5 separate regions of the Mus musculus genome follow, and regions 2, 3, 4 and 5 are each linked to region 1. The links are chromatin contacts, called in public promoter capture Hi-C maps. All regions are on one chromosome and are shown on one strand. Each heading gives the region's core, a stretch centred on a gene start, on an enhancer-like site or on the middle of the called end of the contact. The rest is flanking DNA. Distances are from core to core; before and after follow the strand shown.

Evidence for each region. Promoter capture Hi-C pulls out the DNA fragments that hold promoters and counts their contacts. Capture Hi-C pulls out chosen DNA fragments and counts their contacts.
Region 2: a contact with region 1 is called in a promoter capture Hi-C map of liver, with 6 times the contacts expected there. The contact joins the promoter of Zfp273 here to the promoter of Rsl1 in region 1. A contact is called at or near these places in 2 of 39 promoter capture datasets (embryonic stem cells and macrophages), 6 of 484 Hi-C or Micro-C datasets (CD4 T cells, CD8 T cells, LSK cells and 2 more), 3 of 115 datasets of contacts at active chromatin or transcription factors (bone marrow-derived macrophages, large pre-B cells and memory CD8 T cells) and 2 of 9 other capture datasets (adipose tissue and liver).
Region 3: a promoter capture Hi-C map of adipose tissue shows a contact between it and region 1, with 4 times the contacts expected there. The contact joins the promoter of Zfp65 here to the promoter of Rsl1 in region 1. A contact is called at or near these places in 5 of 39 promoter capture datasets (hippocampal neurons, liver, neutrophils and 1 more), 2 of 484 Hi-C or Micro-C datasets (CD4 T cells and Sertoli cells), 4 of 115 datasets of contacts at active chromatin or transcription factors (astrocytes, large pre-B cells, memory CD8 T cells and 1 more) and 2 of 9 other capture datasets (adipose tissue and liver).
Region 4: a contact with region 1 is called in a promoter capture Hi-C map of adipose tissue. The contact joins the promoter of Zfp85 here to the promoter of Rsl1 in region 1. A contact is called at or near these places in 1 of 39 promoter capture datasets (embryonic stem cells), 2 of 484 Hi-C or Micro-C datasets (B cells and CD4 T cells), 2 of 115 datasets of contacts at active chromatin or transcription factors (bone marrow-derived macrophages and large pre-B cells) and 1 of 9 other capture datasets (adipose tissue).
Region 5: a contact with region 1 is called in a promoter capture Hi-C map of embryonic stem cells, with 2.3 times the contacts expected there. The contact joins the promoter of BC048507 here to the promoter of Rsl1 in region 1. A contact is called at or near these places in 6 of 39 promoter capture datasets (the 3T3-L1 cell line, the C10 cell line, embryonic stem cells and 3 more) and 1 of 9 other capture datasets (macrophages).

What each region holds. Positions count from the first base shown.
Region 1 is chr13:67,170,307-67,175,115 of GRCm38.p6, forward strand. Rsl1 (regulator of sex limited protein 1) reads left to right here and starts at 2,876. Exons shown (of 4, transcript NM_001013769.1): 1 at 2,876-2,947. The coding sequence starts at 2,912.
Region 2 is chr13:67,810,030-67,815,373 of GRCm38.p6, forward strand. It overlaps Zfp273 (zinc finger protein 273), which reads left to right and starts at 3,787. Exons shown (of 4, transcript NM_198322.3): 1 at 3,787-3,867. The coding sequence starts at 3,862. All of the region lies in intron 2 of 4930525G20Rik (RIKEN cDNA 4930525G20 gene), which reads right to left. It also overlaps the pseudogene Gm9625.
Region 3 is chr13:67,726,954-67,732,144 of GRCm38.p6, forward strand. It overlaps Zfp65 (zinc finger protein 65), which reads right to left and starts at 2,220. Exons shown (of 4, transcript NM_145622.2): 1 at 2,108-2,220. The coding sequence starts at 2,113. Zfp85os (zinc finger protein 85, opposite strand) reads left to right here and starts at 2,309. Exons shown (of 3, transcript NR_027969.1): 1 at 2,309-2,749.
Region 4 is chr13:67,752,856-67,757,959 of GRCm38.p6, forward strand. It overlaps Zfp85 (zinc finger protein 85), which reads right to left and starts at 2,347. Exons shown (of 4, transcript NM_001001130.3): 1 at 2,208-2,347. The coding sequence starts at 2,213. Zfp85os (zinc finger protein 85, opposite strand) reads left to right here. Exons shown (of 3, transcript NR_027969.1): 2 at 133-339; 3 at 1,724-3,983.
Region 5 is chr13:67,861,097-67,865,786 of GRCm38.p6, forward strand. BC048507 (cDNA sequence BC048507) reads left to right here and starts at 2,230. Exons shown (of 1, transcript NM_001001185.3): 1 at 2,230-2,827. The coding sequence starts at 2,410. The coding sequence ends at 2,679.

The sequences.
Region 1 (4,809 bases), core at 1,626-4,125:
GAAAGAAGCGTATCAGGGCTTGCTGGAGCAGAAACAAAGGCCAACTTCAGCCATAAGACAGTGGAGCCCCAAACACACACACACACACACACACACACACACACACACACACACACTCCTCAGAGGAATAAGGTTTGCAAAAGGACCCAACCTCACTTTCATCTCCAATCACCCAAACAAGCAGGGCAGCTAGAGGACTCTTCCCACCAAAAAATGGCTTCAACCCTTGTCCATAGTGAGCTTGAGTCCTGGACCTACAGGCTGGCTAGACTTCTGTCATGCATGGGTCCCTGCCTCTTCCCACTGTGGAGCCCCTGGCCTGGTGGTTACCTCAGTAGCCTATGTTCTGCAGTAGAGGTGATCCTGACACTACTTTGCTTTTATAGTATATGAATGGGTCAGTGAGATTATATAGCTCAGTCCCAGCAGCCAAAGGATCCCTTTGGGCAAGTGTGGTAGGGAGTTACTAGGTTTAGACTTTTGACAAGACCATAAGGGGAACTTGGTGCTGGGCATGAGTGCGTTGAGAAGCGGACATGGACTTTCGTGGAGGACCACTAAAGCAACCTCAGCAAGGACGTTGGCATCTCTCCTAGAGCCCAGACAGGAGAACAGAGGAACTCTATAGCTTCCAGTTGCCTTAGTTCTAAAGTGAGCTCAGACAGTGGCCCTGAGGAACAAGTGTAAGAAACAGAACAATAGCTGAGACAGCATACATCAGGTGGATTTTTCAGTCATTCACTGCAGCATCCACAGAAATGGCATAATACATGGATTTGCCTGAACTCAACATCTTTAGCTTAGATGTTAGAAGGAGATGCAGGGAAGGATTCCCTGTCAGCAGTTTGTCTACTTACTAGAATCTTTACCAGACAAAATACATCTTTACCTACCTCCTTGGAGGACCAGAAGCACTAGGTCGGGTTTTGGTGACAGCAAATACATTCGTCATTTCGGGACACTTTGGCTCCGACTTGATCTGGTGTATAAAGCCAAACCCACAATTGCATCATACCAGGGCAGCCCAGCCCCTGAAACTTCAAGTGTCAATTCCCTTGGGTCAAACAATTGAAACAGTGGATCTTCCAAAGCTCCAGGTTTGGAGGCCGCATGGCAACATTTTATCTGTACTATTGGTTAGCTTGGGTGACCAGTTAGATAAAACTCAGGCAGAATGGAGTCCCTTTGGCTCCTTTGGTCCCTTTGGAGTCTTTGCAATGTTTGCACACATCTGAACATCTGTGCACTTTTCTGCAGACCTAAGTATGAAATCATTGTGAAAGACTAACATTACACTTAAGTGCATCTCAAATCGCTTACGCTCATGCTAATGAAACTCATCCCAAGAGCTCTTTGTGAAGGATGAAAAATTTCTCAAATGTTTTCCTATCACATACTCAATAATAAGGATTTAAAATGCATGCCTTTTGTGGATACAGAATTCAAAGATTAAACCATGCCACTGGGATTGTGTGTTTAATACCTTATCAATAAGTTTTCACAATTTTGTGGATTCAAGATTTTTTTCCTTTGTTCTTTGATCTTCTGTACCGATGTTTCTAAGCGTGCATTGCCTATCATCACTTGGTATGCTCACCCTATATATTTCGATGGATAAGTAAAATACATTGATTGAACTCTTAAGTCTATGCTTATGTAGTCTTAGAGGCTACTTTGGGTCTGTGTTCCACAGTGGAGTAGACTCCACTGCAGCTGATTTTTTAGTACCTGCCTTTAGTTCACAGGATCTAAGGAATGGACAAGGCTTTGACTCCATGTGATCCCCTGGCTGTTTTGTTAGCAGCCCCATGTACACTGATTTCTGAGGGCTCTCAGAAGGAAATCCTAGTTGCAGGCTACTCAACTATTGTGGTGAGGGTGTATACCACTTTAAAATGTTTGTGCTCTGTACACTCTTGTTTCTACAGTACAACTCAAAGCCTTGTGCATTTATGTCTCACCTGCATACAACAAGTAGGGGAAATGACTGGATGTGTGACCTGCTTTTATTACAGACACCTTTCTACCAACAGATCAACAGTAGTAGTCTCTGTTGGACATAGGTAGCCTGTTAGCTGGTTTTAATCAATGCCTCCATGGGCTTCTTGTTGATCTTCTTTCCAATGTCTGAGAGTCCGGGGCATTAACTCAGGACAAGAGATTTAGAGGAATGTTAGATACACACATGCTTGGGTGTGGCATGGGGATGTCAAATTTTATCTTCAGAGTCAACCTCCTTGGCCTGCTCAAACAGCATGTGTTTCTGTATGTGTAATATTAGCAATGCCCTGGAGGAATTGTTTCTATATATTCAAAAAGTAGAAACACAAACAACAGTATACAAGTTTGTTGGGGCAGACACCAAGCCAGCTTTGTATCCCAAGTCCATTTGTCAAAAGCCACTGAGGAGCTAGGAGCATAGTCAGGAACGCCAAGGCTGGTTTCAAACATTTTATAAAGTTAGTTTTCCTTGCCACGTTGGTTAGTGTATTGCTTTGTTTATTTAACGAACAACTAAGTCAACGTGCCCCCCGTCCCGTCCCCCCCCCCCCGGCCAGGAAGTAGTAATATTAAAATTACTACTAGAAATGACTTGTAAGCCAAAAGTTTCTGTCAAAGGCTTGACTCAAATCCATACATCTCCGATGTGGTTCTGGGGTCGAAAACCAATCTCATTACCCACAGCTTTTCTGCAGATAAGGCTTCCTCCTTGCACCTTCAACTGTGTGTTCCCATCCACAAAACTCTCCAAACAGTAGACTTCACCCACCCTGGGTTCTGGGATTTCCTTCGCACAGACTTCTGGGAGATGTAGTCCGCACCACTGTGACCACTGGGAGCCTTCCAGGAAATCCCCTTCTGAGTTCAGGTCTGTACTCGTGCGTCTTTCTTAAGGTTGGGCGGAAATCGTATGCGGCTATCTATTCCAGTTGTCTCTGACAAGAAGGTTGGTCCAGGCAGCAGCGTAGCCTGGGGCTCTGTGCGGGATCTGTGTCAAGGAGGTTGGTTCAGGAAGCAGCATAGCCTGGGGTTCAGTGCCGGGAGCTGGGCTCTGTCTTGGAGGGAGCGCTTGAGGACTGGGTGGGAGGGCGGAAGCAGCTGCCAGGACTGGCTGTGCTGAACTGGCTGGGGCCACTGAGGCTGCAGTTTTGGAGTGAGGGGACTGGCCTTTTGGGATTGTGTCCTGAGTGAAGGTTTCCTTTAGAACACCGAGAGCAGCCCGAGTCTGCCTTGGTTCTCTGGTACACTGGAGCAGCTTGGTAGTGGAGGACTAGATTGCAAACTAATGGTGATGAGCTGACTACCTGCTCCTGAGAGAGTGCCAGAGCTCACAGACCTGCATTGCTGGAAGCGCGCGTCCCTGGCTGCCCCCATCTCACCTGGATGCTGCCAGAGTCCTTTGTGTCTTTAGAGTAAAAGGGTTTCTGGTCCCCGTGTACTCTGTAGCCAGCTTATAGCAATGGCCTTGAGGTCTGACTGTGTTCATTTTTCGCTGCCAGTAAAGAATTAAGAGAGGAAAAATCCGAGTTACAACAGCTGTCGTGTTGGGGAATTCTGGGACATAGCCAACATATCTGTCTGAATGCACGGAAAATCTTGGACTAGGGTTGAAGAAACACATGCAGTGGACACACAGGCAGGAATGTCTACAAGGCAGAGTGGGATCAAAAGGAGCTCACACCATGTTTCACCTTGAGGGCTGTGTTTACTAAACTTGACAGGACCTCCATCCCTACTTTACAGTTGAGAATTTTTAAAAAAATATTTATTTATTTATTATATGTAAGTACACTGTAGCTGTCTTCAGACACTCCAGAAGAGGGTATCAGATTTCATTACAGATGGTTGTGAGCCACCATGTGGTTGCTGGGATTTGAACTCAGGGCCTTTGGAAGAGCAGTCGGTGCTCTTAACAGCTGAGCCATTTCACCAGCCCCGAGAATTTTTTAAAAAGAGAGTGTCCGCTTGGCCCCAAATGGTTCCGGTCAACATGACATTATCAGGGCTTGGACTTGTTGAGGAAGTTTATGGACATTGTGTATATTTCTGCCATTGTTTCTGTTATCTTGTAACTTTGCTTCCCATGGTAATATGAGGTATAAAAGGGCGGTGAAAAATAAACTCGAGGCTGCTGTGGTATTGACCAGCAATCCTCCCAAGTCTATTTCTTGGCTCTGCATCTTTTCTGCCTCTCCTGTCTTTAATCCTCACTCCATACTCAGAGACTCTTTGACTCTTGACCCAACCTAGGAGTTGCTGCTTCGTGATCTGTGTTGTATGTATTTTAAGCACTGTGTAGTATAGACAGGCTGGTAGGGAATGGGAAGTCTGTATTGTTTGGAACCTGATCAGGAATCCAGCCCTCTCTTTGCCTCTCATGTTGACTTCCCACCAATGTCCTGCTAATCTTTAGATCTGCCCAACTCTGAAAATATATCTCTGTCACTGTCAGGAGATGCAAGAGTTCTTAAAACATCTGTGCTGTCCTTTCTGTTGCTCTAGACTTCTTCTAGGATGGGCTTCCATTGAGTGGAATGTAACCATCGGGCTCCCAGTTATTGGAAGAATATGTAGTAATTGTTAATGGGTGGAAGTGTTCCTGCCTCAGGTCAGACATTATTTGCATTTCTTCCCCATAGAAAGTGAATTTTGCAAGTCTCTGATTCCCCTGCAATGTTTGCTGTTAATTGTATTGGCTAAAACCCACACAAAACGGTATCCTGTTTACAGGTCCCCGGACCTCCACCCCAGAGGCTCACAGGAGATTGTACTCAGGACAGCAGACAAACACCCATGCAGAATGGAGGA
Region 2 (5,344 bases), core at 2,537-5,036, 640 kb after region 1:
CTTATGCATGAACTTATGTATATTACAGATATTGTAAAGTAGATGGTTAATAGTATGATGTTTTAAGATGTTTTCAGATTTCCTTACTGGTATCCTATGGGCTCCCATGTGTATTTATTGACCTCTCCCCCTAATTATCCACTCTCTCGCCAGGTGTCCTCGTTGGAGTGACATCGTCTTTAAACCCCGCGTGGCAATCCCTGACGCACCGCCGTGATGCCCAGGGAAGACAGGGCGACCTGGAAGTCCAACTACTTCCTCAAGATCATCCAACTTTTGGATGATTACCCAAAATGCTTCATTGTGGGAGCAGACAATGTGGGCTCCAAGCAGATGCAGCAGATCTGCATGTCCCTCCGAGGGAAGGCCGTGGTGCTGATGGGCAAGAACACCATGATGCGCAAGGCCATCGGGGGCCACCTGGAGAACAACCCAGCTCTAGAGAAACTGCTGCCTCACATCCGGAGGAACATGGGCTTCGTGTTCACCAAGGAGGACTTCACTGAGATTCGGGATATACTGTTGGCCAATAAGGTGCCAGCTGCTGCTCGGGCTGGTGCCATCGCCCCGTGTGAGGTCACTGTGCCAGCTCAGAACACTGGTCTGGGGCCCGAGAAGACCTCCTTCTTCCAGGCTTTGGGCATCACCACGAAAATCTCCAGAGGCACCATTGAAATTCTGAGTGATGTGCAGCTGATAAAGACTGGAGACAAGGTGGGAGCCAGCGAGGCCACACTGCTGAACATGCTGAACATCTCCCCCTTCTCCTTCGGGCTGATCATCCAGCAGGTGTTTGACAACGACAGCATTTATAACCCGGAAGTGCTCGACATCACAGAGCAGGCCCTGCACTCTCGCTTCCTGGAGGGTGTCCGCAACGTGGCCAGTGTGTGTCTGCAGATGGGGTACCCGACTGTTGCCTCGGTGCCACACTCCATCATCAATGGGTACAAGCGCGTCCTGGCATTGTCTGTGGAGACTGAGTACACCTTCCCACTTGCTGAAAAGGTCAAGGCCTTCCTGGCTGATCCATCTGCATTTGAGGCTGCTGCCCCTGTGGCTGCTGCCTACCACTGCTGCCCCTGCGGCTGCTGCAGCCCCTGCCAAAGCTGAAGCAAAGGAAGAGTCGGAGGAATCAGATGAGGATATGGGATTTGGTCTCTTTGACTAATCCCGCCAAAGCAACCAAGTCAGCCTGCTTAATTTGAGAAAGATGGAAATAAAGGCTTACTTCTCTTAAAAAAAAAAAAAAAAAAGAGTCCACATTCCCCATCAGATCACTTATATCCTGCTATTCTCTCTGTTGCCTCCTGCCCCTCCTGGGCCTTGGAAATGGTTCCTTTTAACTTTCCTAATTTCTGTAGTCAGTCCAGTGATTGTACTCACATCTGAACATCTGGAATTAGCAACTGCAGAGAGAACATATGATATTTGTCTTTCTTGGTTTGAGTTACCTTGCTCAGTACAATTACTCTTTCCCAGTTCTATTTATCTGAAAATTTTATTATTGATTTTTCTTTCCAGCTGAATAACATTCCATTTCACATATGGACCATATTTTTATTACCAATTAATCTATTGAAGGACATTTGGAATGTTAATATTTACTAAGTAGAGCAGCAATGGTCGTGGCTGAGCAAGTGTCTGTGAAGCACACTGGAGGCTCTTCTGGGCATTTGCTAAGAACTGGTACAGCTGAGTCATATGGTAAGTGCCCTTGTTAGGGTTACTATTGCTGTGATGAAATACCATGACCATAAATCAAGTTGTGGAGGAAAGGGTTTATTTTTTTTTAGAGTTGCATATGGTAGTCTGTGGGCTTGTGTACTGTAGTCTTTCCACAGAGGTCACCCTGCTGGGTGCAAGGGTTCAAGCAAAAGTGAGAGAATGGGAGCAGGAAGGGGGAGTCATTTCCTCTGCCTCTGCTGCTGCAGCTGGATCCACCTCTGTCTTCAGCATTGCAGTCTCAGTTGCTCCATGTTACCCTACACTGAGTCAGGCCAGGCTGGTCTCACTAGCCAGCAAGGAGTGTGAGGGAGGTTCAGGTGGCATTTTGGGAGAGCAGACCTCTTGCCACACCACCTCCAGTAGGATCTGTGTTACAAGTTCCACAGACTAAGGCAATTGACCTCAAAAGGGGGAGGCCTCCTGGAACCAGTTGTTGAACTCTTCACCAGAGAAAAAATTTTGAGTCGTAGTTCTCATGTCAATCTATCTGTTTTGTTTTCTCTTATTCCTTTTCTTATTTATATGTTCCTGGTAGCCTAGGCCAAGATCTTAAGTGAGAATAATGGGTAAGAAATAATCCCTAGAGATTGGGCCACTAACATGACCTTAACCCCAGGGAAACCAACACTTTACTTTCTAAATCATTTACAAAATTATTATGATAAAAACTTTCCCAACAATAAAATTTCATATGGCTACACATGTGTCATCGGAGGTGGATTTTGGTATATGTTAAAGAAAGCCTTAATTAGGAAGAATTAAAGTAGTTTAAATTTATACACTGAAGATTATAAAAAATCAGGCACTAGATGTTAAATAATTCCATGGGGCTGGAAAGTTAGTTTAGCACTGATCATTAAAGATTTATTAACCTGCTCCTAGAAATATGCCACTAGCTTTGGACGGCAGCCCCCACTGGATACATCCTTTTAGAATTGTTATATTTTGATGATTTATGATGATGTTACCTGTTCTGTTTGCAATGCACTGAATACATGGTTTCAGAGTTGTAATGCTTGGATGATTTTTCTACTTTACTGTGCCAAATGATTTTTGTTGGTATCTGTGAATGTTTCATTTGGATGTAGTTTCTAAGAGATGTAATGTTTAGTTTTTTAATGTATAATATCTCCTGCTTGAGAGCTGCAGAATACACTCAGATTCAAACTGCCTATGTGTTTGTTTCTATTTGTCACTGTCAAAACCTTATCCACCTAGCTTCAAGGACCCTCATTCCAGGGACCCTCATACTTGACTGTGGTGCTCCGCGGCAATCTCTTATGATAGAAATCCTATGATGAGTGATGAATAGTGTGTCAAGAGTCAGTTCACTGGCCATATTGAGCCCAAGATCAGTTTTCCTCCCATTGAGAGTAGAGCCAGGAGCTGGAAGAACATCTGGTGGTGAATAGTTGTGTGAGATTGTGAAAGAGAATCCGGTAAAGCTCTGGCACAGCTCTCTCAAATATTAAATTGTTTACACGGATTAATTGAGGAACGTGTGGACAAGGGACTAAGGACAGAAGAAAATCTCAAAGGGTTTCTGGGGCTTATCGGTAAGAGATATCTGTGTTTCCTAGCCCATATCCGCCCCAAACTGTGGATTTCAGTGTACACACCAAAATTGTTCTGTTTTTTGTTTTTGTTCTCCTCTTTGATTTAGTGTCATAATGGATGTTAAACCTAGGCCTCCTTTACTCCAGGCAAGTGCTTCACCAGTGAGTAGCCCCCCATCTCTTTTGGTAGTGTGTAATTTGGGACATAGACTTGTGATTCTTCTGTCTCAAACCCCTGAGCTTTTTAAGACACAGCATTGATCAGAGTAAGAAGTAAACTTAATACACATTACTGTAAAAGGCTGCACTCATATTCGCAAATTGCCCTTTGTAAATTTGGGATTTTTAAAGGAGCCTAATTCCAGTTAAATACAATCCATGACCTATAAACCCTCTGACTTCTTTGGTTCAGGGCAGTCCTTCGCATAGACTTCTGGGAAATGTAGTTTCTCTCTGCATGACCCCGCTAGACAGGACTCTGCTCTCTGTGCTTCCGGGTTCATTTTGCATTTGTGATTCTCCAAACTCTGCGGCGTTCTCAAAGTTCGGACAGTGTGGCTTGTTCTTCGCGCTTAACATGGAGGTTGGTCCCGGGTGCAGCCTAGACTTGCAAACCTCATGAACTCTGAGGTTGGGCGGGTCCGGCGTGCAGGGAGCCGGTGAGGGCTGGGCGGGAGGCGGAGAGAAGCCCACTTGGATGTGCAATGCAGATCTAGGCTTGGCCAGAGTGCAGGGGTGGGGCGCACGCACGGTGCCAGGAGCGAATGCTCTGTTAGGACGGAGCGACTGCCAGAGTCAATCATGTGTTTCAGGGACCTGAGAGGTGGCCTGCTAGTGCAAGAATGGAGATCGGAAAGCTTGAATCCTGTCTAGTGACGTCATGATTAGAGGGACTGCATTTCCCACAAGTCTATGCGAAGATCTCCAAAAGAGCGCTATTGCCCAAGGCTTTTCAATACCTTTAGGCTACTTTTAAAATACCAGATTTAAAGAGGTTGTTGTAGGAATATGATTCCACCTTTCAATGTCACTGTGTATTGAGTTTACGTCTTACTTTGATCGATATGTTGTGACTTTAAAAGCTCAGGTGTACCTAGAATCGTATGGCAGGAGGGAAAATGCACATTGACACAATTTTACCTTATGATAATGGAGCAAGGAGCTACACTGAGACACACCACATGGCTAGAGCAGGGTGGCTTGGCTGATCGTGCGGAAGCAGGCTATGATGAGAGCGCACACAGCCCCTTGGCTGGGGAAGCTTGCTGTTACTAGCTTTCACATTGCTATTGTCAGATCCCTCAGGAAATCTAGAGCAAGTGGGTTTTTCTGAGCCCTCCCATATTCTATGACAGGCCCAGGACTCTGGTTTTGAGTTCGTGTGGCTCATAGTTTCCAGGACAGGGAGTTCTGCGGGGGAGTTTGGTGTATGGGATGTTCGTCCCGTTTTCTTTGTGATAAATTGTTAGTTTTCAGGGCGGCTCACTTTGGATAGGAATCACTCCTTTACCCACTGTGACAGAACCCTCACATTCACACACCTGTATGAGGCAAAAAAAAAACAAAAAACAAAAACAAAAACAAAAAAAACAAAAAACAAAAAACAAAAAAACAAAACCAAAACCAAAACCTCATAGAGGGGGCGCTCTGAGCTTTGTACCTTCCCAGCTATCACTGATCCTATAGTACAGACTGGAAAATACTAGAAGATATTAACTCATAAAATTGCACCAGAGACTGCGATGTAAGAAATTTGTTTTCTTGTGGAAAGATTGAGAGATGAAGTTGAAGAGCTGTGGCTCACTCATGGAACTGTGATTGTAAACAGCTGGCTGCTCATCCCGTCCTTTGTATACACGTGTCTCCTCACCCTGCCATTTGTGCTGTTTTTGCCACACCAGTCAAATTGATTTGTATGCTGGAGACTGACTTACAGCATTAAAATCTATACCTAAGAAGCATGGGTTTAAACTACATTATCGTAAATACTAGTATTTTCTATGTATTTTTTTAAGATGTATTTATTTTTATTATATGTAAGTACACTGTAGCTGTCTTCA
Region 3 (5,191 bases), core at 970-3,469, 560 kb after region 1:
TCATGCTGGCATTTGCCCTTAGTATACTACAAGATATCATAAGATAGAAAGGTTCCCTATGCACAAGGGTAAGTACGCTTAACAATGAAAATGGCCGTCTTAGCAAAATCAACCTACAAATTCAATGCACTTCTCACCAAAATTCCCACGTAATTCTTTACAGATCTTTAAAGAACAATTCTCAATTTGATAATTATATATATATATATATATATATATATATATATATATATATATAAAGGCCCATGTTGCTGTACCATCAATACATTGTAAGGAATGTGTTTTGATGTACAAGGCAGGATTCTGACTTCACATACTCCTATATTTTTCCTAAAGATTAGCAACATTAACTAGGAAATGTCTATTAATCTAGATAGGGTTGCAAACTCATTGAAAATCCCAGTAGATAGGACGGAGTTGTCTGAAGCCCATACTTCCTTAGAGTCAGCTTCAATGCCATGAGCCAGGCTCACTAATTCTTGATTTGACTGAAGAGTGACAATATAAGCAAGATCACCTGAGATAGGGGGAGGGGCTGTGGAGGAGAAACCCTGAAAAAGCAAACACAAAAACAAAAAAAAAAAATGAGTGTCTGACTGTGAATGCAAAACTCTTGTAAGGGGTCTGTGTGTGCAGAGACTGGTGGCCCATGTGGAAGTTCACGGAGGGGCAGAGCCTGGAATTCTGCAGGTTCAGGGTTGGCTGCCTTACCTTGGGCTGGTTTTCTCTTCAAGGGCAGTCATTACCTTACTCTGTAGTGGACCACACAGCTTGTGACAATAGTTTAAAAGAAACTCCCAGAATCCACTGACTAGGCAGAACATGAGCTTCTATCAGTCCAAAAGCTAAAATCTCATCAAATGGTATCTTTGGTGAATAGAACATCTCCCATGTCTCACAGTACATACCTCTATCAGACTCACATCAATGTATTTTAAAATTTACTTGGCTAATGACATTATTTGTTCTGTAAAACCATGAAACTGCTTCCAAGTTGGAGTATGGAATTTTCACTAAACTAAATCTGTCTTCTCAGATCATGGCCAATTAAATGGCTCTGGGCTAAACTATTCTCTTAACCCTTCAAGAGGAGAACTGTGCATTTTGCATGAACAGGAACCTACTATGTGTAAACCTTAAGACCCCCAAGTGTGCTACAGCTTTTGAAATTTATCTTACAGTCTCTCAAAGACAGTACAAAAACTTGGGGAATCCTTTCTAGAACTATCCAGGAAGCATCAGTAAACCAGAAAGCCACATTGAGGGACAGAGTACTTTTAGAAGAGATTAGTCACTGCTGATAATGTGAACAGACAGAAGTAAATCATGTGGTAAGAGAACAATGTTCAGAGCCTGGCCTATTAGCAGAGATATTTTCTCCCTTCCCTTTCAGGCATTCCAGCCCCTCCCTGCGATCTTTCTCTCATCACACAAGTGTACTATCCTATCAGAAATGCAGTCCAAATTTTGAAAAAATAAATATACTCAGATAGTATTATTGGGGCACTGCTGTCTAGTGATTTTAAGCTTAAGTGTAAAATCCATAATTATTTGGATTGTGCCAACATAAGTTCAAAACAATTCCAAGATTATTCTGTAGCTACATAGCCTTGTATTGTGACGACTCAGGTCACAGAGGTGTACATTAGGAATTCCTACTCAACCCGAGGCATCCATAAATCTAACAATTCATTCCAAAAGAAAAGAAACTAACATCCCACACAACAGTCGCCCTCACAAGACTCTCTGTCCCTGGAACTTCCGGAAGTTCTGTAAGTGCTGGGACTCAGACTACAATCACATGAGTAAGGGTCAGCTAGGCAGAGCAAAGTAGAATGCTCCCTTCAGCATCTCCGCACAGGCAGTCAGCAGACCCAGCCTGCCCTTGCCATCCCCTTGTCTCTAACATTCTTCCCGGCCAATCCTGCTCCTAGGGGCAGTGGCCCATCCTAGGTCAACACAGTACCTCCAGGTCGGCGGCCCCCTCGCCCCCCGCCCCCCCCCCCCCCCCGTCTCCCAACCAGCCTGAGCCAGCTCCCTCCGCGCCTGACCCGCCATCCTGCACAGTCCCTCAGATCTGTACGACCGCACTGCTCCCTGCACCAACCTCCATGTCAGGGATCCAAACCCAAGACACTCGATTAACTTTGGGGAGAAGCAAGGTTTAAGAACGAATCCGGAAGTTTGGTACCAACGGCCCCTTCTGGAGTCGTCATAATTGTTGGGACTACATCTCCCACAAATCAGTGTAAAGGACTTCCAGGAACACACCAAAGGAGTTCGGTGCACTGCCTGGGTACCTGCCTAAGTGTGAGCAAGTGAAATTGGAAAGAAACAGGCACATGGGCAGCCACAGGGCATTCGGGCTCTTTTGAAGTGCTGTGGTCTCAGCAAGGGATGTTAGCCTGTGAGTCGAGCCTTTCTCAGTAATGTTAATTATACATGCTAGTTATTTCTGCTAAAACGTGATTTTAAAGCTCAAATCTACTTATGAAATCATACTAACACATGGGAAATCATGCTTTCATGGTCTGCTTTACTTAAAAATAAGGAAGCAGGAAGGTAATGTAGGACTGAGCATTTCTTTAATGAAACCACGCTTGGTGATCCCGCCTGACATGCAGCATCTCAGGTGCTTAAGACAGAAGAACAGGAAATCAAAACTAGTCACCACCGGGTGTTCTCTGAGCACAGGCTTTCCTCCTCCCCATCTCCCAGCAGGAGGCGCAGAGCTCCTGGGATCACACTGGTGAGTCTACTGACTTTTGGTACACTGTGCACTATAGGATTTCCCTTGTTCCCTTTGATGTTCCTTATAGAATTTCCTCTCTCTCCTGATCATGCCATCATTCATGTTTCAGACTATTTAATATTTGGTATCTGTCTTGAACTTCCCTCACTTCTTTAGGAAAGTTTATTCCTGTGCAGTTCATGCTTGAGACAAAGGTATGAACCCCATCCATCACAAGGAAGATTTCATGTTTCTGTGATGCATTCTGATTCACAGGGAAACTGATTCAGAACAGAGACTATGTGAAGTTCCTATCAATTCTTGTATTCCAGGCAGTGTGTTAACCCAGGGATACAGCTCCACTTAGAGAAACTAGAGTCAAGCAGTACATTCACCTGAACACTTGATTGGCATGTCTGTTTAGAATGAGGTCATGACTAGTCTGTACTCCTCCTGAATGCTGCAGTGAAGGGCACTGTCATCAACCATAAGGCCTTAGCATTTCTGGACATGTCTAGGATTCCAGTGTACATGTGCATGTGCGTGTGTGTGCATGTATGTTTGTGTCTGTTACATGTAAACCTACCTGAGAGGGCACTGACTCCTCTGGGAGGTGCTGATCTGTGAGGATGCAGCATTCACCCTCAACTGTTCTGCAGTTTCCATTTCCTCCTAGTGGGATTGGTTAATTCAAGAGGAAGAGGAGGAACTAATATGGTATAGGAACAAAACGAACATGCAGAACCTAACTGAACATACAGGAAGCCCCATTTAGCATGATATTAGGGGCCCAGGCATACTTAGGGAGAGTTTACCACAGTCTGATTCTCAGGCCTTATATGTTTCCTTAGACCATGTTGGCAGTTTCAACTTTATCAGACATACTATCATTTTATAAAAACTTGATTATTTTAGTTTCACCCATACAAACATTCTGGATTAGCTGTGAGATTTGACCAAATTCCTCTAAAATCTATGTTCACTTACAGTAAGCGAAGGAGATTGTTATGTAGTTGAGAGTAGGTAATATTCTTACAGAGCATGAGTTTGTTTTCTAATAATACTGTCCTTGCCCAGGTGACTATGGCATGAGAGAAGGTTCCTGCACAAACGTGGACAAAAGAACGTATGCTAAAAGAAGGAACATTCATAATGTCCATTTGCCAGAGATCCTTAGGTCTGAGTCCTCTGAGATTAACTCCCGTAGGCAAAGAATGATGGGTTTCTGGACAAATGGCTCTTGCCTGACAGCCTGTCTTGTTAAACTACTTGATAGCATAATGCTTCTGCTTGCTCTAAGCTGTACAAATATAAGGTTGTATAGCAAGATCAGCTAGCCAATTGCCTTCTGTCAAGGGCCCAGATAAATGCGTGTCCATAAATGACTTATAAAAAACACAGGGAGGTTCTGTTTTGAAATAAAAGTTGTAACTTAAATAAAAGTGAAGATATGGTAGCTTTGTTTAGAACCAGAGTAGCGGTTTCAATAGCTGGGAAAAGATTAACTACATATTGTGAATCAAAGTAGAGATTAAAAGGACAGCTTTGCAACTTAGTAAAGGCAAAAATCACAGCGATTAGTGCAGGAGTTTCAGGGGGTTCCACTAATGATGAAAGAAAGAAAACTAAATTCAAGAGTTTAAAGCCCTAGCCAGAAAGTTTATTCAAGGTCCATGTCTCATGTGGCTTGCTAGTTAGGAGGGCTTTTTTGGGCTTAGAGCAAAGAACAAAGGCTGTAAAGTCATCCCAGGAACCAACTATCCATTGAGATAAGAAAGGCACGAAAGGACAATCTCTGGACAAGCTAAAGATAGTAATGGACCACCTGCTGATATGGTTTGGGTTTTAGCCAGATGTCCTGCCGACCAAGATAAACACCTTCCCTTTAGAGTTACTATCACATACTGGTCTCTGATGTTTAAATTGCCCATTTGTGTGTAACTGCGCCGATTCCTCCCCCAGTTCCAGACCCTTTTTCTACAAAAACCTCTAGCTTTCGAGCCTAGTGGCCAATATCTGTTACCTCCTGTGTGAGATGCATGTCAGTCCTGAGCTCCGTCATTAAACTACTTCGTGTGTTTACATCAAGACGGTCATTTTCGTGATTTTTGGTTCCACGCCGAATCATGAACAGAGTGTGGGTTTCCCCACTAGGTTCTTTCAGTGATAGCTACAGGCTTGCCTTTTGCAGATCCGTCAGTAAAAGCTAAAGCTGCACTGGGCAAGTGATCAACAGAATACTAAAATGGAAAGGTAATCCATAGAGTTTTCAAAAATCATAACAAAGGATGACTGGACAAATGGTGTAAACTCTGGCCTGTAAAGCTAATTCACACAATCTGCCAATCTTCTGAATGTAAAAGAACTTCAGTCAGTTGTTCATTGTTATACCCATTACTTCCTTACTGCACCTGAACCCTTTGGAAATCATGTGAGTCACCAGAGTAATCTAGGAGTGAC
Region 4 (5,104 bases), core at 1,097-3,596, 580 kb after region 1:
TGGCCCATTGGAGACACCTGTGTTATTTCCAAATTCTGTGAGATTTATTTCTTTGGAGTCTCTCTATGGCTAAGATCATCTTTTACTTGCCTTTCCAGGTCTGAAGTAATAATCCCATTCATATTGTCACAGACAATCCCCCCTGTTCTGAGGCTCAACTGGACTACGCTGCACATAAGTGCATATACATGTGAACCAATGTAGCGCCTCTACTTTCCTTGCTTTGCAAGACCTTCTGCAGCCTGTCAAAAGATTTCCTGATGATGACGGCACAATGCAAAGTCACGGGTGTTCCCTGAGCAGTCTGCAGCAGTTCTTTCTAGCTCCAAATTTTCAGATGTGAGTAATATAGCATGAAGTAACCATGGAAATCAGGGAAGTATAAAGGGAGCATGTGGGGAGGGGCATGAGAAATGCGTAGCAGGACACAGGTGATCTGAAGTGGGAAAGGGAAAACCTACGGGGAAGGGGGGTCAACTGGGAAAATGGTGGGAGGTCAACACAGATGGAGAAAGGGTAGAATAAACCTGGAGGGGGTTTCAATTGGCAAGAAGAAAGGAGGTCCATACAGATGGAGAGGAAGGGCGAGATAAGGAAAACGAATACCAAACCTCATGAAATCATATTATTTTATACTTACTGAAACTTATACACTATATATTATATGCAAACTTAGACAAAAACCACAAGAGCTCTCAACCCCAGAGCTAACTCTCTAGGCCTCGTGATGTTTAACTTTTTAAGTCATTTATTTTTATTTTTGTGCATATGTTGTTGCCATCTTGTATGATGGTGCACCACATGGTTACCCTGGAGACCAGAAGATGTTATTGGTTCCCTGGAACTGCAGTTATAGACAATTATGAACCACTGTGTGCCTGGTGGGGGCTGAACAATGTTCCTTTGCTAGAGAAACAAGTGCCTCTATTTAAAAAATAAATTATTTTTGATAATCTTAGGTAGCACACGTAACCTTAAATTTGACATTTTCTTTTAAATAGGTCTGTTTGATAAATATATTAAATATAAATGTGTATATGTATATATTAAATGCATGCATGTGTGACCTGTGATATAAGCATTTTGCTGTATCACCTCTACCTTCTAAGAAACGGGATCTAAGGTACAAGAAAATGTACTTTTCACACCATAAAATGTAAAATGACATGTTCTTAGTTTCCTGAACATTAATGGCATTGACTAGAAAGTGTCCATATTATTGTAATTATAGTTAGATAATACATAGAAAATACTGGTATTATGATAATGTAGTTTAAAGCCCATGCTTCTTAGGTATAGATTTGAATGCTGTAAGTCAGTCTCCAGCACACAAATCAATTTGACTGAAGTGTGGCAAAAACAGCACAAAGGACAGAGTGAGCAAAGGCTGTATACAAAGCACGGGGTGAGCAGCTGGCTGTATACAAATGCCATGGGGAGCAGACTGTTGTATACAATCACAAGACCTTTAGTGAGCCACATTTCTTCAACCCCATCTCTCAATCTTTCCACACAATACAAATACCTGGGCAACTTATCTCTCCTTTCACAAAAGGAGTCCAAATTTCTGACATCGCAGTCTCTGGTGCAATTGTATGTGGTAATATTCTCTAGTATTTTCCACTCTGCAGTGTTGTAGGATCAGTGATAGCTGGGAAGGTACAAAGCTCAGAGTGCCCCCTCGATGAGAATTTTTTTTTTTTTTTTTTTTTGCCTCATACAGGTGTGTGAATGTGAGGGTTCTGTCACAGTGGGTAAAGGAGTGATTCCTATCCAAAGTGAGCCGCCCTGAAAACAATTTATCACAAAGAAAACGGGACGAACATCCCATACACCAAACTCCCCCGCCAGAACTCACTGTCCTGGAAACTATGAGCCACACGAACTCAAAACAAGAGTCCTGGGCCTGTCATAGAATATGGGAGGGCTCAGAAAAACCCACTTGCTCTAGATTTCCTGAGGGATCTGACAACAGCAATGTGAAAGCTAGTAACAGCAAGCTTCCCCAGCCAAGGTGCTGTGTGAGCTTTCATCACAGCCTGTCTCTGGCATGGTCAGCCAAGCCACCCCTAAGCCTAGATCTGCACTGCACATCCAAATGGGCTTCTCTCCGCCTCCTGCCCAGCCCTCCCCCGCTCCCTGCACGCCGGACCCGCCTACCCGCAGAGTTCCTGGATTTGCAAGTCTAGGCTGCACCCGGGACCAACCTTCATGTTAAGCGCGAAGAACAAGCCACACTGTCCCAACTTTGAGAACACCGCAGAGTTTGGAGAATCACAAACGTAAAAAGAACCCGGAAGCACAGAGAGCAGAGTCCTGTCTAGCGGGGTCATACAGAAAGAGAGAGAGAGACTACATTTCCCAGAAGTCTACGCGAAGGACTACCCGGAACCAAAGAAGGCAAAGAATTTAAAGCGCATGGATTGTATGTAACTGGAATTAGGCTGCTTTTAAAAATCCCAAATTTACAAAGGGCATTTTGAGAATATGAGTCCAGCCTTTAACGGTAATATGTATTAGATTTACTTCTTACTCTGATCAATGCTGTGACTTAAAAAGCTCAGGGGTTCCTAGAATCTTATGGGGGGCAGAAAAAAAATCACATTGAGTCAATTTTACTTTAAAATAACGGAGCAAGAAGCTACTTTAGGGCACACCACAAACTCTTTAGGATAGTTTTTGAAACCAAGTTTCCTGGAAATATTCTGAAATCTCAGCTACTCTGGGGTTTGAGACAGAAGAATCACAAGTCTATGTCCCAAATTACACAGTACCAAAAGAGATGGGGGCTACTCACTGGTGAAGCACTTGCCTGGAGTGAAGGAGGCCTTGGTTTAATACCCATTATGACACTAAATCAAAGAGGAAAAAAAAATAACCGAACAGATTTGATGTGTACACTGAAATCCACGGTTTGGGGCGTGGACTAGGGAACACAGATGTCTCTTACCTATAAGTCCCAGAAACCCTTTGAGATTTTCATCTGTCCTTAGTCCCCTTGTCCACACGTTCCTCCGATATCCGTGTAAACAATTTAACATTTGAGAGAGCTTCACCAGATTCTCTTTCACAATCTCATACAACTATTCACCACCAAATGTTCTTCCTGGCTCCTCTCCCAGTTAGAGGAAAACTGGTCTTGGAATCAGTATGGTGTGTGAACTGACTCCTGACCCACTATCCAACACTCATCATAAGATTTCTCTCTGTATTACTTCGGATCTGCCCTATTCAACTTCCAGTCTCTTTCTGGACTCCTTACATTACTCCCATTCATGTGGAAGTACTTAAAGGTTCTTTTGTTTTGTTTTGTTTTTTGCTTGAAGTTCACTCTATTCCCTCATCTCATAACACAGGAATGAATCTTCCTTTAATACAAAGGTATCAGAAATATGTTCCTGATCATACAGAATGAACTCATTGCAAGAAAGGGGCTGGACTGACACCACGGAGTGATGGGACTCCCTATCTCGTGTGTATGTATTCCTGTACTGGTAACATCTGAGACCCAACGATAAACCCCACGAGAGGAAAGAGTTTGTTTTCGTGCCATGGTCACTGATTCACAATGAGATTACTTCTTGGATGAGAGAGTGGGAAGATCAGATTGTTCTTTTTTTGTTTCATCACCAGAAAGAAATTGTGCTGGGTTTTATATCAATTTGACACAAGCTAAAGTCATCAGAGGAGGAAGCCTCAGTGAGAAAAAGCCTCTATATGGTTGGGCTGTGGGCAAGCCTGTAGGGCATTTCATCTTCACAATAAGTAATAGATGTAGGAGGGCCTAGGATGTTGTGGGTGGTGCCAACCTTGGGCTGGGGTCCTGGGTTCTCTAAGAATCAGGCTGAGTAAGCAACACCTCTCCATGGCCTTGCATCTGCTCCTGCTTCCAGATTCCTGCCCTGTTTGAGGTTCTGTCTTGGCTTTCTCCAATGGACAGTAGTCCAGGATATGTAAACCAAATAAACCCTCTTGTCCCCGTGATTGCTATTCTTGACACTTGACTACTTTCTGGAATTAACTGGATTCCGGAAATGGAGGATACCCTGTGAGGGATTTTTCTGCTTGGTTTGAAGTCAGTGGTTTCGCTTCTAGTCCAGTCTTTTGAGATAGGGAGGCACATGACTTTGATCCCAACCTTGAGCTGGGAAGATACACCTTTCATCTGGACCACACCGTCTTCTCAAATCCTATAAAACAATGAGTTTTAACCTGTGGGTTATGTCCCCCTTCAGGGTCGAACAATCCTTTCACAAGAGGGGAGATGACTGGGGTGGGACTCGGTTAAAGCAGGACAGAATCCATCCCGCTCCTATGTGAAGATGAGGTAGGTCCAAGTGATTCTTGGGACTGTAGATGCTGGATCCCTTCAGACACTGATGGTCCTGGAATGGTTCAATGTGGGGACTATAAGACAGGGGAATCTACTCCTCCCCCACAGGGCCCAGAACAGAGAGAGTCTAGGAATCTTTCTTAGGATTTTATTCAGCCTCTGAGTCATTGACTGGATAACTAAACAGAGGAGCCTTGCTTAAAAACACAGAATTTCAGCTAAGGAGGAGGGAGACCCAGCAGTCCAAACAGTCTGGTGTCTCCTGTGCTGGCTAGTCTTACGTTAACTCAAAAGGAAGGGACCTTGAGAAAATGTCTCCATAAGATCCAGCTGCAGAGCATTGTTTTAGTGATTAACTCTGAGGGTGTATCCTTATAGATGCTGTCATCCCTGGGCTAGTGGTCCCATGTTCTATATGAAAACAGGCTGAGTAAGCCATGCTGAGCAAGCCAGTCAGGAGCACTCCTCCATGGCTTCTGCATCTACTCCAACCTTGAGGTTCCTATCCTGACTCCTTTGATCATGAACAGTGATATGGAATTTTTAGCCAAATAAACCCTTTCTTCCCCAACTTGCTTTTGGACATAGTGCTTCACCGCAGAAACTTTAACCCTAGGACAGAAGTTGCTACCAGGACTGTAGAGTACTGCTGTGACAGATACGGCCATATTGCTGGGGGTTGGGGGGAGTGTGTAAGGACTTTGAAACCTTGTCCTAGAAGAGCCCTTGAGTATTCAGAGCTCAGTGAGCTGTTCTGAGATTTGAAGATAA
Region 5 (4,690 bases), core at 980-3,479, 690 kb after region 1:
TCTGAGTTCAAGGCCAGCCTGGTCTACAAAGTGAGTTCCAGGACAGCCAGGGCTATACAGAGAAATCCTGTCTCGAAAAACCAAAACAAAAAACAAACAAACAAACAAAAAAGAAGAAAGAAAGAAAAAAGAAAAAGAAAAAAAGAAGCGGAGCCTTATTGGTGAAAGTGGGTGTCTTAGTTGGAGGTTCTGTTGCTGGGAAGAAACACCATGATCAAAAAGCAAATTGGTCAGGAAAGAGCTTATTCATCTTACACTTCCACATCATAGTTTAACATTGGGGGAAGTCAGGACAGGAACTCAAGCCGGACTGGAACCTGGAGGCAGGAGCTGATGCAGAGTCCTAGGAGGGGTGCTGCTTACTGGCTTGTTGCCCCTGGTTTACTCAGCCTGATCTCTTATAGAACCCAGGACCACCTGCCAAGGGGTGGCACCACCCACAATAGTCTGAGCCCTCCCCAGTTGATCACTAATTGAGAAAATGCCTTACCATTGGATTTCATGGAGTCATTTCCTCAAATGAGGGCCCTTTCTCTCTGATGACTCTAACTTGTATCATGTTGACACACAAAAGCAGCCAGTACTGAGGTGGTGGGCCAGGAACATGAGATTTACAGGCTGGCCCTACTTCCTGTCTGTGCTCTGCTTACTGTGTGTGATGTGTACTCTGACCTGGCACTTCCTGCCACCATATCATCCCTGCCTGCTGCCTTGTCTTCCCACCATGGTGGAATAATCCTGTTGAGCTGCAAGCCAGAATAAACCCTTCCTCCTCTCGTTGCTTTTTATTAAGCATTGGGTGATAGCATTGAGAGATGTAATTAATAAGACATGTACATATTTTTCCTGGAATTCTGTGCCATAGTGAACATATTAAACATTAATAAGTGCTTAAATTGCTATTAACTCTTTGTTTTTAAATGTAAAAGTTAGAAAGGAAAAGGGGCCCAGAATGGGGAAGAGATTTGTTATTTCTGTCTGTCCTCTTCCTCTTCCTCCTCCTCTCCCTCCTCCTCCTCTTCCTCTTCTTCCTCCTCTTCCTCCTCCTCTCCTCCTCCTCCTCTTTGTTTTTGGTTTGTTTGTTTTGTTCTGTTTTGTTTCTGTTGACATAGGTTTTCTCTGTAGCCCCAGCTGTCCTAAAACTGGCTCTGTAGACCCGGCTGGCCTTGAACTCACAGAGATCCATCCACCTGCCTCTGCCTCCCAAGTACTGTGATTAGTTGAATGGGCTGCCAAAGCCAGGAAGATTGCTCTTTTCTGCTAATCAGTGGCCCCATTTACTGCTGAGAAATGATAAGAACTAAGAGCTTATAGTAGTTATAAAGTTGGGGGTATCAGGCATGAGTCACTTGCAAAGGCTCGGAAATTTTTCTTGCATATCTGTGGGTAAATCTTGCTCTCTTAACCTTGTCTGGGAACTTGCAATTAACCAGAAGCTTCAAATAAGTAAAATGGGGGGAAAAATGGTAACGTAGGTACATCCAATTCAAATTGAAATATGATCTGAATCTTTATATAATTTCATGTATTAGCCAGGGCTGTGGGCAGTGTGCGGATTTTTCTGTTGCGGGTGGTTTGAGAATGTTTTCAGCTGATGCACAGTGCCATCTTCAGGTCTGTGAACACAGCTGCGAACATGTCAGCAAGGTATGACAGCAAATGTTATGGGTTAATTGAATCTTTCAGGAATATGAACACAGAGCTCCGGCGTGTGCCCGTATTTGGAAACAGGAGCATCACAGGTATAACTAATTAAGATGAAGCCATTAGAGGTTCATCAGGTCCCGCGTGTTTAAATCAGTCTTTCTGAAGTTTCTTAGGGAAATACGCTCATTTTTCCCCCTCGTGAAATAGACACAGTGCGCCGGGCGTGGTGGCGCACGCCTTTAATCCCAGGACTCGGGAGTCTGAGTTAGAGGCTAGCCTGGTCTACAAAGTGAGTTCCAGGACAGCCAAGGATATACAGAGAAACCCCGTCTCGAAAAACCAAAAAAAAAAAAAAAAAAAAGTTTTGATTTTATTGGAGAGTAGGCCGGTTCATTTAAAATATTTCCCTCAAGCAACAGCAGTGTCTGCTGCTTCCACTGCATTTCCTCACACATGTGAATTTCTGATTCATGAAAAGCCAGGTCTCCAGGGTTCGGCTCCCCACCTCAGAGGGTCAGCGGGTAATTGTGCAGTCACAATGAGGCGGTTTCTTGCTTTTTGTGACAAAATAAACCACCTACCAAATGGCTCCTGAAGGGGTAAAGAAAAGGTAGCAAACGCATACAGTTAAATATTTAGCTAAGAGATGCGCCACGGCTTCGGCTTCAGCAGGGACCGGCTGTCTGCTGCTGCTGCTTGAGCACCGCCAGCATCTTCCCTAGGGGCACGCAGCGGCCGATTGGCCCCTGCTCCGCGGTAACCATGTGCGATCGGAAGGCAGTGATAAAAACTGTAGACATGTCGGAAGAGATGCAGCAGGACTCGGTGAGGTGTGCTATCCAGGCGCTGGAGAAGTACAGCACAGAGAAGGATATTGCGGCCCATATCAAGAAGGAGTTTGACAAGAAGTACAACCCCACCTGGCACTGCATTGTGGGCCGGAACTTCGGTAGTTACGTGACGTACGAAACCAAACACTTCGTCTACTTCTACCTGGGTCAGGTGGCCATTCTTCTCTTCAAATCTGGGTAAAAGCGTGGACTGACTGCATCCTAAATGTCAAATACCAGAGTCCGGATCTTCAGCCTTGTTAAGGGAACGCCTCGTCTGAACCTGTTGTGTTCTGTAGAGGGCCTCATTCTCTGTACAAGTTTGTGGTTATAAAATTAGTGAAACAGCTTACATTTGTATTTATTTTCTAGCCCATACTTCTGTACCCTAGTTTTTTCTCCCTTAGGTCATTCCTTTAAAAATAAATCTGGTGGAGATGCCATAAAAAAAAGAAAAAAAAAAAAAAAAGAAAAATCTTAACACGGTTGCGCATGGGAGGTGGGTGTGGCGGGGGGCGGCGGGGGGGGGGGGAGATTAAGTTCAAGAAAACAGACCAGCCCTGTTTTCCTTCCTTTTATTTATGAGTTTTGACCTTGAATAACAACTGTTGGCCTTGGAGCTATGTTTTCTCTATAAGAAATATGCATTTGTCTTTCAAATCTTTTAGGATGGTTATAAAGAGATTGAATGTAAATCCAGTGTTGTTTGTTGAAGTCTATCATAACACATGCTAATGAGATCACTCATGCCCACCGAGATAGCGTCACTGCCTGTTCAGGCCACAAGATACTTCTTATGACAAGACACTTGAGGTATCTCCATTTCAAAATATTATTAACAGGGCTGGAGAGATGGCTCGGAGCTTAAGAGCACTGGCTGCTCTTCCAGAGGTCCAGAGTTCAATTCCCAGTATCCATATGGTGGCTCAGAGTGGCTCATAAGCATCTATAGTGAGAATTGGTGCCCTCTTCTGGCCTGCTAGCATACATGCAGGAAGAATGCTGACTACACGATAAATAAATAAATAAATAATCTTTAAAAATATTATTGGCAATTTAAAATATCTTCTAGTGTGTCTTTCTTTACCCCTCCCTCCCTCCCTCCCTCCCTCCCTCCCTCCCTCCCTCCCTCCCTCCCTCCCTCACTCCCTCCCTCCCTCCCTCCCTCCCTTTTTAAAGCTGAAAGGGAGAGATTTAATATGGCCACACTGGGAAGAGGAGCAAAGAAAACTGTCTTCCCTAAGTCCATAATTGGGGATCCTAAGGTGAGGATTTCATCAATGGATGAAAGCCCCTGTAACCCTGGGAGCCACTGTCACCTACTGTATTGTCTGAGTGGCATTGTTTCTGTACTGAGAGCTAGAATGGCATCTTTCATATTTATTTCCTGTTTATACCTTGTGCCCGTTATACCTTTACCACAACCAAAGTTTTGTTCTTGTGGATTCATCCATTCTCTGTGGTTTTAATGAGCTCCGTGTTAATGAGGTCTCACAGTCAAAACAACCATGCAAAGCTTTGAACAGAGAGGAGTAATGGAAAATAATTAGGATCTATTTTAGGTCCCTGGTCTGTCAGTGTCAGCAGGAAGAGAGGGAACAGACTCTGTGTAATGAGCAGAGGACATAGCTCAGCAGGGAGCCGTCTTAATGAATTTACCCAAGCTAATCTGGAAAGGCTGGACAAAGAACAAACTTAGACTCCTGTGTGTTTAACCACTGAGCCTGTTTTATTCGAAGCTTGGTTTTCAGGCTTTAGAAACCGTAGTCTGTATGAAGAAAGTATATACACTCAACGTTGGGGCTTTTCAAAAAAAATTATGAGATCATTTGTTTCATAAACTTAGTTTTCCACTTAATCAAAATCTAAATGTTGATGCTACAAATGGAACATTTCAATAAAACAGGGAAGGAATGCTGTAAATGGGTATTTGAGGTGTGTGTGTGTGGGGGGGGTGGCGTAGCAACAGCTTTCTTCTCCTCCCTCTTGATTAAAAAAAAAAAATCCAATGTGGTCAAGTTTACTCACTCTCACGGTTTCCTGGACTTTAGTTATGTAATGTTATAGCTGATAGCCTTAGATTTTTTTTTTTTTTTTTTTTTTGTGGATAGCATGATGTTGGAATGACCAAGTGTGACCTTTACCACAAGTAAGCTTCTATGGGAGAGGATAGTCTATGACATGTCTCCTCCCCAGCTCTGGTAGGGAACTTT